Regions from separate parts of the Mus musculus genome. Here region 1 is linked to region 2. The links are chromatin contacts, called in public Micro-C maps. All regions are on one chromosome and are shown on one strand. Each heading gives the region's core, a stretch centred on a gene start, on an enhancer-like site or on the middle of the called end of the contact. The rest is flanking DNA. Distances are from core to core; before and after follow the strand shown.

Region 1 (2,700 bases), core at 26-2,525, 71 kb before region 2:
ACAGACTGTCCTAACAACGCTTTTCATGACAGATAGGTCACCCACGAGAGGTCCTTTTTAACGCGAGACATTTTATCCTCCTCCCCACCAAAAAAAAATGTGATGAATTATTTTTCCAAAGCTGATAGTTTGTTTCAGAACATTCGTTTTCATGAAAGCCAATGTCACCTCAACACAGTAATGAATTCCTTTTGGAAGCCGCTCTGACTTCCCAAGGTCACCAATTGAGCTTTCACAGAGAGAAATTATGCCGGTTTGATTTGAGAAAGCCTGGGGAAGTTGAGGGGGAAGGAGAAGGCAAGAGTGGGGCAGATGCCAGAACTGAGGAACATCTCAGCAGAGTTGGATTAAGTTTCAACTTATGCAAATGAGGGTTGAGAAAGGAAGCCTCTGTTTCCCTTTGAGTGTACTGATGCGCAGACTCACCAGGAGGGTAACTTCAAGGGCTTATGCCCCCAGGGACCAGGCTGGGAGGGAAGCGGGCTTCTGTGTCATGGAAAGTCCCAAGATCTGTTCCAGAGCCCCACCCACTTCCTGCCACCTCCGTGTTTGTCTTCTGTGCTCTGGATGCTCTTAACTGTCCTACAAGTGTGGTAAAGGGTTCTAGCATGTGGAGGGAAAATTAGCTTTATTTCTTTTTCCACCTTCATTAAATTCAGAAAAGGGAGACAATCAAAAGAAAACGTTCTGACCTAATTAGTCCCAGTGCCGCAGAAACAATGGAAAGCGTTTTCTCTGAACAAATGTGCACGATTCAAACATTTCACTGGAAAGAGCCAGTCGAGCCTTGCTTCTCCATTTTTAAGGAGCATGGGAACATTCTGGAAGGTGGAAGCTGTTGATAGCAAAGTAGTTAACAGTTAAGAACATAGAGTGAGTCCACTTTGATCCTACCTATGGGAATAGTTGTCATCTGTGTGCCTGTGTGCGTGTGTGTGTGTCTGTGTATGCGCACGCGTGAGCGCTCATAATGTACATTAGTGTGCATTTGTGCATATGTGTATGGGTGTATGGAGCAGTGTGTCTGTGTGTGTGTGTGTGTGTGTGTGTGTGTGCGCGCGCGCACACACACACACACGCACATGCATGTGGTTGCTGGAGGTCAAAATCAGGTGCCTTTCTTGTTTGTTCTCTACCTTATATTTTGAGATAGGGTTTTTCACAGAACTTAGAGTTACCCTACCCAGCTAGGCTAACTAACTAACCAATGAGCTCCCAGGATCCACCTGTCTCCACCCCTGGTCCAAGCCTTGGGGTTTCAGGTGTGTAGGTTTGTTTCCTGCTTTTCTGTGAGGCTGGTATACAGACTCAGGTCTGTGCTTTCAGGGTACACTTCACTGACTGAGCAGTTACCTTGCTCCAGCGGTTGTCTCTTTTATGGGGTACACTTGGATGCAGTTATGAAAACAGCAGATGATCTTTGCTGGTGAGACTAAAGCCTAGAAAACCTCAAATCATAGAGAAGAAAACATTTAAAGTTGACTTCTGCTCACTCCTGCTTACTGATGGAACATAGCTGCTTCACAAAGCTGAAGATTCAGACTCAGTCAGAAGGCTCCATCTCATATAAAACTATTGTCCAATGTTCAATACAAACATACATCTATAGATAGATAGATAGATAGATAGATAGATAGATAGATAGATAGATAGATAGAACTTGCTTCCAAAGAGGTTGTAGAAAGAAAGTTAAAAATACGAAATTATTGTCTAAATCTCACATTGCAGTAGGTAAGACTATTTCAAGGACACAGGATGTGACAGTAAAAACTAAAGGTGCTTAATTTTGTTCTATTCTTCTAAATTGCCTTTGTAGAGAGGGCATTTTGATCTTGAATTTGCTCTTCACTGGGTTGTGACTGGGGTGGCTGTCTTTCTGCTACCCTTTTCTCGATTTTCCCGAAAGCTAAGGAAATACAGTACTGTAGTCTTAAGTTCAATACTTTGAGAGACCATGTCTCAATTTTTACCTGGGAAATAGAGTCTGTGATAATAAATCATTAGCGAGCTGCCCCTGATAGGATGTCAAAGCAGGATGCTCCAACAAAGAGCCCCTTTGAGGGATCTGTAGAAAAAAAAAAAAAGGAAGAAGACGTTATCACAATTGTTTTGCTTTGGCTTCTCCAAGAAGTTGGAGACACAAAATTTGTATTCTTTGGAAGACTGGTAGAAAGGAGCTTTTTTAAAATTAACTTTGGGAAGAGCCATGGGGCAAGAGCGATAGCTGCTCAAATATTTCCTGAACATTATCCCTTCGCAGGGACTGGAGCTTTGATGAATGTGGCTGTCACCCAGGAGATGGCACATGCCATATAATAAATGGATCCGCTCCTGAATCCTGCAGTCTACTATGGAAGTGCAGTGAACACAGAGCCCGCCACCATGTTGCTTTGGTGGGTGCTGCTTTACAAGCAGGAATAGGATTTTAAAATCCAGATTACAACTAGGGAATGGGTTGCACATGTTTAGGCTCAGGGTCAGGAGCTCGTCAGAGCCAGTGATGTATGGGAGCTCTGCCCAGTCCATGTTGAAAACTTGTCAAGAATCAAGGGGTGTGGGGGACTCAAAAACACTAACTGTTGCTTTTTCTGCAGTTGACTGCCAGGCAAAACTAACAGCATCCAGTGACTTGTTTCCTCATATCCAAGCGAGCATCATGCAGTTGAAAGTGCTTGTCTAAAGTGCATGGATGGACACATG
Region 2 (2,700 bases), core at 88-2,587:
CAAAAGCAGAGACTTTAAGGTTCATATCAGCTTCAAAGCCCATTTTTTTTCCCACAGTGACAATGAAATATATAGCCTTTTGGCACTGTTGTTGAAGGGGGCTTCTCTGTTCCTGAACATAACAGCTAATGCAACAGCAAAGGGGGGGGTGGTTAGCGCGAGGCATAACTTTGCCCTGGATGGTAAGAGTGGGCATCAGTGGGTACTCTTTGCAAATGGCCAGGCAACCTTTGTGTTAGCCTTTCCACTTGCATTGGGTCTATAGAGGGAATTACAGCCGCCAGAGGAACCCAGAGAGTTTCCATGCTGAGGTTAAGACAAAACCCGCTACCTGCTGGTCCCTCCCCCAGTGTCTGTAGCACAAACCATGCCTGGTTCCCGAAGTAGGCTGCCAAGCTCCCAAGCCACCAAACCCAGACACCTGAAACTGGCTCCACACTGGAAGAGCTGGGGACGTTTGGGGTTGGAAGAAATTGGAAGTGGCTAAAACCTCAGGCGCAGCGAGGGGTATGGAGAGCGGAAGAGACTAAAAACCAAAGGTGCTGATGGTGGGGGGAGGGGCGGCACTGTGCGGCAGAGGCTTCAGGAGCGCTCAGCTCTTCATGGATCTCTGTTGCCCCACAAGGCATCCCGGTTCTTGCACGGACATCCATGACAGGCCCCTGGCTCGCACTCTAACTTAAGAAAGCAGGACACCCAGCAATCAGCTCCACTCCTCTAGCGTAGATGGTTTTAACTGATTAGCCAATTAAGTCCATCCGTCCGGGCTCCATCCTTCCCAGTGCTGCGCTGGGACCCAAGGTACCACTGGCATGCCTAAAAGATGCATCGGTATCCCATGTGCCGACCAAACTCCACGGAGAACCAAAGGGTGCCCAAATACCAGCAAGGAAACCACAAACACCCGAGACAAGGTTTTGGTTCCTCCTGCTAAGACCGTGATGAACAATGCCCGGGACCCTGTGCGCCCTCCCTTCCCAGGGCACTCTCACCATTTGTAGCCTCGTCCGCGCTTGAACTTGAGGGTGAGCACTGTCTCCAGGACCAGCAAGAGGTTGAGCAGGGCCAGCAGCCAGTAACGGTGCTCTTCCTTCACCCAGGTCACTCTCCAGACGGCGACCAGGGAATGCAACAGGAACAGCAGCCGGGTGACCAGGGCCTTGAGCAAGACCAGCCCCTCCATTCTGCCCTTGCGCTCTGCCAGACCGGCGCCTGCGCCCTACCGACCCCGTGGGCAGCACCCTGTGTCCACCTCAGCCCAGGAGTGGGACACCCCTGGGACTGTGATTGCCAGCCCGAGTTCTTGCTCACACTCCCGCGCAAGTCTCCAGTAGGACAGGAGAGCGCCGCTTGCCCCGCCCCTCCAACTTCCAGAGAACTCTTCAAAGACAGAATCCAAAGCCAGCTTCTCCTGGCTGCTGGGCTCTGCAGGCAACTGGGACTGCACCGCCCAGGCTCTCTCGGGGTTATTCTGCAGCACAGCCTATCCTCCTGCGGATGCTGGGGCCCAGCCTTCATTCCTGCCCTCTTTCCCACCCCCAGGACCCCAGGGAGTTCATAAGAATGCCCTCCACCCCACTCCAAGAAGGTAGAGGTGAGCTGATGGCCAAGGTGCGAAAGAGCTTTTTCTATCAGCCCTCACTTTTCTATTTTTTCTTTTTCCCCCCATCTAGATCATTCCCACATTCAGAGGAGCACAACAGGCCCTCGCGATGATTCGAAGCTGGGACTCAGGAGAACCAAAAGAATCTGCTGTCCAAGCAGTTTTAAAACTGACGTGGTGTTTTTTCTTTTCTTTTGTTTTTTTGGGGGTTTTCTAACCACCCCACCACCACCCCCCAACCCCCAGTTTGAAGAATTGAAACTTCCCCGGAACCACGGGTCAACTGACAGCCTGGCCTTCTCAACATCTCATTCAGAGCATGGGTAACTCTAGTGTACTTATTCTTAGCTGGTGGCTCCTGGTCCCCCCACCCCCACACTGGGAGGTGGAGGCAGGGGGATCGCTGTGAATTCAATGCCAGTCTGGGCTACTGTGCAAAACCATAACTCTTAAAAAAAAATTAAAGGAGGTTTGCAGCTTTAGCTTAGTCTTAGAGCTCTTATCCAGCATGGGGGAGGGGCGAGAGAGCTTGTGGGGAGGAGGAGGAAAAGGGGAGGTGATCCATATGAGTAGGTGAGGTACAGCTTTGGAGTTGAGAACTCTTTAGATGAAGACTTGTGACTTAGTTTTCCATCATCAGAGCCAAAGAAAGAACTGAAGTCAGGACTTCAAAGCCCCATGTGTTATTTTTGATTCTTTGTTTTCTGTCCTCCAGGCTTCTTGTTTTTATTTTATTATTATTATTATTATTATTATTATTATTGTTGTTATTAATTTTGCAGATTTTAAAAATTGGATTCAATATCTCAGTGAAATATATGTAGAAAAGCTATGTTTGTAAATTGAGAGGTTATATAGCTAGGAGAGACTATTATAAAAATCGTGAAGTGAACTAAGTTATTGAAATCTTGCCAGGTTTACCTAGGGTCTTCAAAGCTCTGTGCTGCTAATTCACTCTTTGTTTGGTTACAAAGAGCGTTTAGAAAGCTATAGTCCTAGCACTGTGAAGCAGGAGTACTCTCTTGTCCATACAAGTAACTGAAAGAAAAGTCTACAGGGAATGTTATCAGAGATCCATAGAAAGCATCCATAGGGTC

The links. Hi-C and Micro-C count contacts between places; a contact is called where the count stands out from the background.
Region 1: a contact with region 2 is called in a Micro-C map of B cells, with 1.6 times the contacts expected there. The contact joins the enhancer-like site here to the promoter of Tmem26 in region 2. A contact is called at or near these places in 4 of 39 promoter capture datasets (the 3T3-L1 cell line, 3T3-L1-derived adipocytes and pre-B cells), 1 of 484 Hi-C or Micro-C datasets (B cells), 1 of 115 datasets of contacts at active chromatin or transcription factors (embryonic stem cells) and 2 of 9 other capture datasets (embryonic stem cells and liver).

What each region holds. Positions count from the first base shown.
Region 1 is chr10:68,793,421-68,796,120 of GRCm38.p6, reverse strand. No RefSeq gene overlaps it. Among named protein-coding and RNA genes, the nearest start is that of Gm32931, 28 kb to the left of the region's middle. Within about 2 kb of position 1,275, at least 68 of the 459 cell types and tissues checked have an H3K27ac peak or open chromatin away from gene starts, as enhancers often do. A contact at or near this core is called in B cells and pre-B cells, where this site is marked.
Region 2 is chr10:68,722,383-68,725,082 of GRCm38.p6, reverse strand. It overlaps Tmem26 (transmembrane protein 26), which reads right to left and starts at 1,337. Exons shown (of 6, transcript NM_177794.3): 1 at 993-1,337. The coding sequence starts at 1,183.